2 separate regions of the Gossypium arboreum genome follow, and region 2 is linked to region 1. The links are chromatin contacts, called in public Hi-C maps. All regions are on one chromosome and are shown on one strand. Each heading gives the region's core, a stretch centred on a gene start, on an enhancer-like site or on the middle of the called end of the contact. The rest is flanking DNA. Distances are from core to core; before and after follow the strand shown.

The links. Hi-C and Micro-C count contacts between places; a contact is called where the count stands out from the background.
Region 2: a contact with region 1 is called in a Hi-C map of leaf, with 2.1 times the contacts expected there. The contact joins two enhancer-like sites. A contact is called at or near these places in 2 of 5 Hi-C or Micro-C datasets (both in leaf).

What each region holds. Positions count from the first base shown.
Region 1 is chr8:16,651,109-16,656,277 of ASM2569848v2, reverse strand. It overlaps LOC108467595 (probable transcription factor KAN2), which reads right to left. Exons shown (of 6, transcript XM_053018067.1): 5 at 4,606-4,663; 6 at 3,180-3,848. The coding sequence ends at 3,732. Among protein-coding and RNA genes, the nearest start is that of LOC108467595, 6.2 kb to the right of the region's middle. Within about 2 kb of position 2,132, at least 2 of the 2 cell types and tissues checked have an H3K27ac peak or open chromatin away from gene starts, as enhancers often do. A contact at or near this core is called in leaf, where this site is marked.
Region 2 is chr8:16,928,305-16,933,473 of ASM2569848v2, reverse strand. LOC108470242 reads left to right here. Exons shown (of 7, transcript XM_017771528.2): 2 at 208-310; 3 at 389-477; 4 at 618-673; 5 at 1,132-1,278; 6 at 1,375-1,500; 7 at 1,952-2,804. The coding sequence ends at 2,232. Among protein-coding and RNA genes, the nearest start is that of LOC108470242, 3.1 kb to the left of the region's middle. Within about 2 kb of position 3,198, at least 2 of the 2 cell types and tissues checked have an H3K27ac peak or open chromatin away from gene starts, as enhancers often do. A contact at or near this core is called in leaf, where this site is marked.

The DNA of each region.
Region 1 (5,169 bases), core at 883-3,382:
GACAAATTTCTTAGTTTTAAGAAATAAATTTGTTTCTTTTTAAAAAAAAAAACCATGAAATATATAATAATATCAAGTTTGCAAGTGGGTATTCAGTCATTCACCTGTCCATGCAAAAAGCAAAAGATAAAGCCAAATCCCATGCTAAGGAGGTACGTATTGGACTGCACGAGGAATTAAAGCCATTTTTGTTTTAAAAACTTGAAAAATGAAACCATCAATGCTTTGATTATTAATTTCACCAATCTCCTACAACAAAATTGTGATTTAGAAGAAGTAAAAAAATTAGTGGGGGAGCACAATCAATCACTTTTAAAATTTGTTGGTAAAAATAGCATGAATTGATGTTATATAGGTTGAAAAGCTAATTAATTAAATTCCTACTAAATAACTTTTGGTTGCTTTGATTTTATGGCCATCACTTTATATTTGATTCTGATGGGTTGTCTGCTTAAAGTTAATTCCCATTATGTCTCTTTATTCTTATATACTCGGTCTTTTATTTTTATTTTTTATTTTTTTGGTGGGAGCAATTAATAATTACCTTTAAAAATTGATTTGGTAATCTGTCTGTTCCATTAACATCTTGCCGCTACATATATGGGTTTCAAAAGCAGAGAACATGCAAGTGTCTCTCTCGTGTGTCACTGGGACCTGTAAGCTTTAACCCAAAGCCCCCCCACCTTTGTGTAAAACCTCAGCAAAGCGAGTATTAGAGGGTCTAAAAATTTTAAAAGCCAAAATAAATTTGGATCTAAGACCCAATTTCATTTCTTATTTTAAAAATTTAACTTGGTGGGGTTAAAAGGATGATTCCATTTTTTCCAAAGGATTTTATGACTTACCCACTGTCCATTTTCTTTCCTTTTTACCTCATACAGAAAAGTTGTAACATTACATGCAATATCTAACAAAAGGCTTAGCTATTTGACAATAAAACAACCCTGAGTTGAAAGTTTTCCACTAAAGCTACAAAGAGTTAGATTTAGAAGTTACCCTATTTAGTAGATGCTTTAATTAAATAAATCCAACTAATGTTAACTCTAAAAGTGTTGCTTAATTTAACATAATGTTACCTTTCCTTGCTAAGTGAAAGCCGTGGTTTTAGTAAAGGAATAATGGTTGAAAGAAAAGCATGACATTATTGTACAATTCTAGATTTTGGACCATCCTATTATATATATATATATATATATATATATATATATATATTCTCATGAAAGTCCATGTGGATTTAACTTACAAAAAAACCCCACTATGGTTCCCAATTTAATATCACTTTGTCTTGCACTTATCCTGCATATCTCAAGCTGCCATACTTGTATCCTTTACTTGTTATGGGATTGCCAAATCTCGGAGGAGACCCAAGATTGCTAGCAACAATAGTGGACCAATTGGTATAAGAGGCAAAGCAAACACATAAAATGACACAAAACTCCTTAATTATTCACCACAAAATTAACTTGATAAAGAAACTAGTTTCATCATGTCTTCCTTAATCGTAGAGGCACTTTAGTCTTTTCGAAGTTGCGGGATCCACGATTGCGACCCAACAACAAATTTTTGGACTTTTTTTTTTTTTTTTTTGTGCGCGCGCGCTATCCATGGTTATTATAATAACTTGGTAAAGCTAACATTAGAACATGAGCCTTTTGTTCACAAATTGAAAATTATTGAAGCCTAATGGTATGAAACCAAAGGCATGAAATTTTGTGCTTTATAGAAGGAAACATCTGACTAGAGAACAAATTTTTTTGGTAGGAATCTTTCTGTACAAAAAGACTATCTTAGATCAGATGTTGTTGTCTTAAATTCCCTATCTTCTCTATATATATATTACTTTTTTTTTCTACCCTCTTTTCCAATCATTCTCTTCTATTTTGGTGATTAAAGGAGTTTTTCAACTCTTTTTTTAAAAAATAAACCCAATAATTGTTATACGAATTTTTTACATTTCTCAAAACACAAGTGTCATCTTCATATTTTCGAAATTTAATTCTACAAGGAAAAATATTCAATTTTTGATCGTCTAGTCTATCTATTTTTTCTTTTCTAAAAGGAAATTTGGGTCTATGTTTGAAGATATAAAAAGGATTAATAAAATTCTCCATGCAAAACATAGAGGAATATCTAATTGGTGGAACAAGACGGGTGAAAATTCCAAAACCCTAGCTAAAAATGTGGAATAAAAAGCAATAATTCTCCATTGGGAGGAATTTGTAGGTACCACTTTCAGGGAAGCTTCCTCTCGGCAATTAGACATTCAATCATCTTTTTGAAAAGCTAAACATCAAAGTCTATGGCTTTTTTCCCTTTCTTAATTTAAAGTGCCAATGACAAACAACGAGGATTACGATGAACATTGTTCTTTATTCAGCTATCAAAGGAGTAGAATTTCGTCATTATCTGATATACAAATTCATTTCAAAACGTAATTTCATTTCAAAAGTTTTAGGGTAGATAAACATCAAATTCCCAATGTTTAGGTATATGATAAGGCAAAAGTACTATAAAAGCCCATGTATTAAAAGTTCGATTACATTTTGACTTCTCTACTAAAAAAATAGGCAAATTAATCACTATACATTAAATCAATAAGCAAATTGATCCTTTTGTTAAAAATTTTCATTCATTTTTATTGTTAAAGCTTGCCCCCATATATTAACATAGCACATCATGTGTCACTATCTAATTATTCTGTCAGCTAAATTAACTTTTAATAATACAAATGAATGAATTTTTAAACATAAATGACTAATTTATTTTTAAATTTAATATATATAGACTAATTTATCCATTTTTAATAAAAAGATAAAATATATAGAAACATGTACTATACTTTCCACAGGAACCAAAACGACTAATTCGAAATTGAAGGGTTTCTTTATTTAGTTTTTATTTTTTATTTTGCTTTTGCTTTTGACTATACCTTTCTATATAAACTTTGATATATGTGATTTTTGGAGAAAAGGCGTCAAAACTTACCCTTTTCATTTCCTCTTTCTTTATTGTATTTTACCCAACAAATTTGAAGGTAAATACTATCATTACTTCTGAGATCATATATTATACTTGAAAGACTTTTTAATGCTTTTTTCCCCTTTGTTTACAAAGTGTAAAGCATGTAAAATTGCTTTTAAAAAAAGAAAAGAGAGGCCAAATAAACCCCATACTGAGGCTTTGGTAAAAATAAGCTAAAAATTATATTAGAAATGTAAAGTGCTCCATTACAATTACCAAGGATCACTTCAAATATAGTTCATACTTTTAAGATAGTTAAAAGGGGTCACTCTCTCCCTCTCTTTTTTCTCTCTATCTTTTTCATCTTTCTTCTCTCTCTCTCTCGCTCTCGCTCTCTCTCTCCCTCTCTCTCTGTCACTAAGTGCAAAACATACAAAATCAATTAGATTTCATATTTACGTAGGAATATAATATTTTGATATGGATCTCTCAAGGCTGCTTTGATAGGAAGGACGTGTGCTTTTCTTTTGCCATCCCCCTCTCTCCTTTTGTTGCTCTGTCTTTCTTGTCTCTTTGTCTGTCTTTAGTTGCTCTCTTTTTCTTTTCATAATCTGATATTCTTTTTAATATATATATATATATATAATATGAGAGGGTACCTGATTCTCTTCACCAACTCCCCCTTCTCCTCTCTTCGGAGTCAGAGATATATATGATCATTTCAAAATGAGCAGTACACATCCTAATATATAAAATCATTTATATCTATATCAATGTGGAACCCCCAATGTGAACTCCAAATTAGGCTTCTTGGAGCATGTCTCTGAAAGGCTTGATGAGCTTACATCTGATATTCTCTCATAGCTTAAGCACTTTGGATCCATATCCTTCTGCACTCAAAATTAAATAAAATAAATAATAAAGCAAATCATCAAAAGCAATGAATTACTAGCCGCTACTAGTTTTTATGCATTAGCATTCATTTTGAACAGTATAGCCTAGCGTACTAAGCCTGGTACAGCTCCTCTCCTGTGTGCCACTCCCGACACTATTCTTTAGCATTACAATTATCTCTCCTGGTGCATTAGTCATAATTTGACCCCATCTACAACCATGCATGTTTCAAGGTCAAACCAATGAGCTTGATATGGGTCAAGAGGATTGGGTTTATGATAAATGCATGTTAAGTAAATTTGATGATGAGGCCTGAGCTAGGGAGGGTTCTTCAAAGAACCAAAAAAGGAACTTTTAACAATCATAACCCCCCCCCAACACACACACACACACACCCACACCTACCCCGGCTCTTTTTCTTTCCTTTTCATTAAAAAAAAAAAACAAAAAAGACTAAAAGCCACCTTGAGTTGGGGCTTTGCTTTCTGTTTAAGAACATTGAAAAACAAGGATTCAGAATCAACGTTTTCAAAAATCAAACCAGGAAATGATGCAAATTAGAAATGTGCATGCCTCCATGAAAGAAGAAGGAAAAAAATTGGGTCCACCTTTTTGGTATACCTTTTTCATTTTATATTGGTGTTTATATAAATATATATATATATATATATATATTAGCATTATTAGAATGCAGGAAAAAAGTTGGAAAGAGGAGGTTATTTGGGGAAATAAAAGGTTAGAAATTAGAACCTGGAGAGATGGTAAGTTTAGAGGAGAATCATTAGGTTTGCCATGCAGCCAAGCTTCCCTGTTAGAAACCAACACAAAGAGAGAATATTTGCTATCAGTGGAGGCCATGCATGCATGCAGAAGAAAAAGCAAACTGAGAAAAGAAATCTATCTTTTACTGTCTCGTTTATAGTTGTTGCTCACACACACACTTTACATTTTATGCTGATTGAAATAAAGTGAAAGCCATGTGATTGCCCATTACCCATAACAACAACAGACCACAAAGAAGGTTCAAAGGCATACCTTTAATACCAATATACAATAAATATTTCCACTAATGGGGCCACCAGTGAGTTTAGCTTTGAGACTAAGTTTTCCATTTGTAGGACCCATTTATTAGCCTTATATCCGAGCCCACAAAATCCTAAGGAAAGAGATATCTCCATTTTTTAGGCGGATTTGTCATTTGGGAATTTGGATTCTCTCAAGTCTTGGAATGATAAGGCCATCAGTGGGTGCTTTCCTTTTCCTTTTTTTTTTAATTTACTCACCCTTTTTTTACCACACCCACCTCCACCATCT
Region 2 (5,169 bases), core at 1,949-4,448, 280 kb before region 1:
TGCAACTTCTTACCTTTTTTTTTTAAAATTTTTAGGATGATTATTATTAGTATGTTATTGAAATTTGATTTGATTGGTCCCTTTATTACTTTTTTGGGGTAATTTGGAAATTGAAGAAATTTTCTTTATCTTGAAGAAAATTGAAAATTTTTTGCCCACTTTCCAGCCTATGATGTTATTTTCTGTCTATTTTCAACACGACTGCAGCTTGTGCAAGTTTGGTGTGAAATGTAGCTATGCAGAAGCAGGAATCAGTGATGACTCAAGATCAGCTACAATAGATGTTGTGGCTGATGTCAGAAACGAACGGGTATGCCCGGACTGGATAAGTCGATATTTTGGGTGTTAGTAAGCGCAAGTTACTTACCAGACATGTTTTTGTTAGTAGATTGTAGTCTTAGGAGGAAGCGGCTTTGTTGGTTCTGCAATATGCAAGGCTGCGGTATCCAAGGGCATAGAGGTTATAAGCCTAAGCAGGTGTCAAAGATTATCTCAACTTCTTTAACTTCCTTATGTTGCCTTTTCTGTGTGATTAAGAGCTTAGTGTTATTTATAAGCTTTTGAAAAATTATTTATTATAAGATGTTTGAAAGCCTAAATTTCGATTGTTATATCAGGTCAGGGCGTCCTACTTACTCGGGCTCATGGGTGGATCAGGTTAATTGGGTACCAGGCATGTTTAGCTTCCCTTGAATACTTTTTATCATCTTACAATATCTATTCAAGTTGTAATGCAGAATCTCCTATAGTATAACATTGAACGTTAGGGTCCTGAATTTGCTTTTGGAACTCTCTTCCATTTGGTGTGGATAGCTAATTATATTGCAAGGATGACATGATTGTATATGATTAGTTCTCTTATAGAAGTTCGAGAATCAACATTTCTATATTGGTCTCATCTTTCAAGTGCTGTAAGAGAGCTACATATCTCTTATTGTTGCTGCTTACATTTTGCATCTGTCCTACACTCCTACTATCCTTTGAGTAGACCATTGTTGACCAACAAGACCTTACTTGGGTTTGGGTTTATGTAGAATCTTTGTTACTCTATTCATTTTAGTCTTAGTTCAGTTGTCACTTGTCAGTATTTTCCATGAATGCAGTTTAACAATTTAGCTTGCTGTTTTACAGGAGATGTTTTCTATGCAAACTGGGATGAAGTACTTGTTGGGGCTACAGCTGTGGTTTCAACGCTTGGAGGTTTTGGCAGTGAGGAGCAGATGAAAAGAATTAATGGCGAGGCTAATGTTGTGGCTGTAAATGCTGCAAAGGATTTTGGTAAGAATTGCCTGTGATAACTTATATATCTAATTACTTAAGTTAAATTTGTGGTAGAGAGCATATCCTCTGTAATTTTTATGTTTTTCCTTGCAGGGATTCCAAAGTTTATCTTAATCTCAGTGCATGACTACAACCTACCATCATTTTTACTATCGTCTGGATACTTCACAGGAAAGAGGAAAGCTGAATCAGAAGTACTATCCAAATATCCAAACTCGGGTAATTTTTAATGACTAAGCTTATTGGTTCTTTCTCACTTACTATATACGATTTTCTAAATGCCTGACTAATTACATAAAACTAATAGCAAAGTAGTAAACAATTAGCTGGTAATGTCAAAAGTGACTTCAGGATGAACAAGCAGTCTTAAAATTTAAGAATGTTAATGCACACACCTGATTTGAAGCTAGCCCTAAGACTTCGAAGGAAAGGGAAAAGGGGGAGGCTAGGGAACTTGGTAGCGTCTAAATGAGAATTCCTGAAGAAGAGTTATCATCAATACATGTTCAACTTTAGAAGGATCTTACTCTTCTACAACTCGCGCCTGCATGAGCATCATGTATCTAATGCCACGTTTTTAAGTTAATTGTACTATTAACGCTCTGTTTTTTTCTGCCTTAGTCCTTTATTGAGTGTCCAACTGTTTTCTTTTTTTGGTTTTGGAGTTCAGGTGTTGTCCTAAGACCAGGGTTTATATATGGAAAGAGACGAGTGGATGGTTTTGAGCTTCCACTTGATCTGGTTGGGGAACCACTGGAAAGAATTCTTAGTGCTGTGGAGAACTTTACCAAGCCTTTAAATGCTATTCCAGCATCTGATCTGATCTTGGTTCCACCAGTTAGCGTAGATGACGTTGCTTATGCAGTCGTCAATGCTGTAAGAGATGATGACTTCTTCGGCGTTTTCACCATTGAACAAATCAAAGAAGCAGCAGCAAAAGTGAAAGTGTGAATCAGTTCTACACATTAGACTAGTTGTCATAAGCTCTCTAGTATTTCAACATCCACCATACATCACTTGATCTGATCCTTCAAAATGTGACTAAACGCAAGTTGAGCTGTTGTAAAGTTGTTCAAAAGTTCACTCATATATAATAATCAAGCAGAATCATCTATTATGGAGCTTGGAATCTTTTACAAAAGCATGTGCAAATTTAGCTATTGTATCTGGTGCTTGTCATTGCCTACTTTTAAAGACAACATTAAATCAACAATTGTATACAGAATGTATGAGTGGCATGGGAGATTGATGATTGAAGCTGGATTGGCAAAAGGCTACAATTGCAAAAAGGTAGTGGTAATCGTAGAAACTGATACTGAGAAGGATGGAAGACAGTTAGCTGAGCTTTGTTGTAGGAAATATTTTGTTAAGCTCAAGTTGTAATAATAGAAAATCCAACGTGGTTGGCTTAACTGGGCTGCCTTATCTGGCCCAGGTAATAACTGAGATGTGCCTTCTCCTACTGTGCTTTGTAACATAATTCTGAATGATGCGTTTGGATTTTTTTCTTTTTTCAAAAGAAAGATTTCATAAAAACCAGTACAGCAAGAAAGGGCCTAAAGCCCAAAAGATACAAATGTCCAGGCCCAAAGGCTAGGCCTAGTGACTAAGCCATCAGAAAGAGAGGGGGGCGGGGGGGAGATCGGGAAACCGCTAGATGGAAGCCGTTCTGGCTTTGAAAGTGAGTTTACCTCTAGAAAGAGGACGAAACAGAGTGAAGCCCGAGAAAACCATGGACACCGGAGATTGTCGGCACCGATTACAAGCCAGACGTTGCAGGAGACAAAGCCGAAAAGACCCTCCAATCAGTTGGCCATGAACGATCACCAAAGCAACACTGGTGAGATGATACTAACAACCTTCAAAACTCAAAATCAATGGAAACTCTAGCTAAACAACGTCGAAACAGGCTGACCCAAAACTTCACAGATAGGAGGGAAGAAAGTAGTAAAAAAACATCCAAGGGACTCACATGCCACCATAGAGGTGGCCGGAGACAAAAAGGGACGGGGCCTTTAGAGAGCAAAGACACGACCGTTCATTGACAAGCAAGGGTTATCAGCCAAAAGAAGGATTGGCTTTGGGTTATTTGCCAAAAACAGATGTCAAAGAGAAAGACCATGATGATAGTTAAAAAAAAAGGAAAAACTACTAAGATTGTCATTCAACTATTAAATTTTCTCATTTTAGTTATCGAAAATAAAAAAGTTCACAATTTATATACTCACGTTACATAAGTCATTCATTTTTGTCGCTTCTATTAAAAACTCTAATAAAAATTTGACATGTTTTTTTTATAAGTGGACCAATCATTGGATGTTACGTGGCATAATTTACCACTTATGAGTGTTACATACCACTTCAAAGGATTAAAATATAATTTACCCAATACTATTATTAACCAAAATAAAATATTATATTATTTTCTAGATTTGGGTTATGACCCATCCCATCCATTTGATGGCCATTAACTTACCCCAGCTGTCGTCAATCGAGCATCGTCTGAATCTGTCTTCTCCCGAGTTGACTCAGTCGTTGCTTCCATGTTCTGTGGTTGATGTGGATAACGCTTTCTTGTTAGCTCTTTTTTCGGCTAATGAATTTAATTTTTAGCATGCACCTTGATAAGGCTCCGAGCCCGAATGGAATGAACCTAACATTTTTCCAACATTGTTTGCCTATTATTGGAAATAATATACTCACATACTGCTATTAGTGGTTGGAGTAAGGATTTTTGCCGGAATCCCTTAACGACATTTTAATTATTGTAATTCCAAAGAAGGATAATCTGACTCGGAGTCAAGATTTTCACCTTATTGCTTTGTGCAACGTGTTGTACAAAATCATCGCAAAATTTATTGCTAATCGGTTGAAGATCATTCTGGCTAAACTCATCTCCCTAATGCAATTGGCTTTTGTTCCTAGTAGGTTGGTTATCGATAATGTGTAAGTGGCTTTTGAACTCATCCATCATATGAAGTCTAAAAGTCGGGGTAAGATGGGCAAGGTTGCGATGAAAAGAGATATTAGCAAAGCCTATGACAAGATTGTTGGAAAAAATCTAGTTCGAAAATGGTTTTTTTATATAGCAAAAAATAAAAATTTTGAAAACCAACCCGATTTGTGATATTTATAGCAATAAACATGTTAAAAAGGAAAGTAGATTAATTTAATATATGCTAGCTATAAGATTATTGTAACTATAGAATAATTAACTTGTATAGATTAGGAAATGATTAAATTACTCTTGTTGGGCTGCTATTACCTATATATAAGTGTTGTATCACAATTGTAAAGATATAAGAAATAACATTCTTTTTTTATTTCCCATCTAGTTTCTATTTGGTATCAGTGCTGAAAACTTTTTCCTAGCTCCCATAGAAACCCTAAAAAATATTTTTAGCAGCCCTTAGTCATGTCAGAAACTTCATCAAACTCTACTTTCTCATCTGCCTACTCAAAATCTACTAGAAATCATGTTTCCAACTCTGAATCGCATTCTATTCAAATCATCAATATCAAATTAAATGGTGATAATTTTTTGCATTGGTCTCAGTTCGTTTGAATGTATATTCGAATGCGAGGAAAGATTGGCTACCTAACAAGAGATAAGAAAGGACTAGTAAATGAGGACCCCTCTTATACTCTTTAAGACACTGAAAATTCCATGATTATGACATGGCTTGTAAATTCCATGGAGGAAGATATTAGTTCCAACTATATGTGATATTTTACAGCCAAAGAACTCTGGGATAATGTTAATCAGATGTATTCTGATCTGGGAAATCAATCCCCAAATTTATGAGTTGACTATAAAAATTAGAGAGATTCTTCAATGAGAGGAAAATGTCACCAAATATTTCAATCAATTGAAAAGGTTATGGCAAT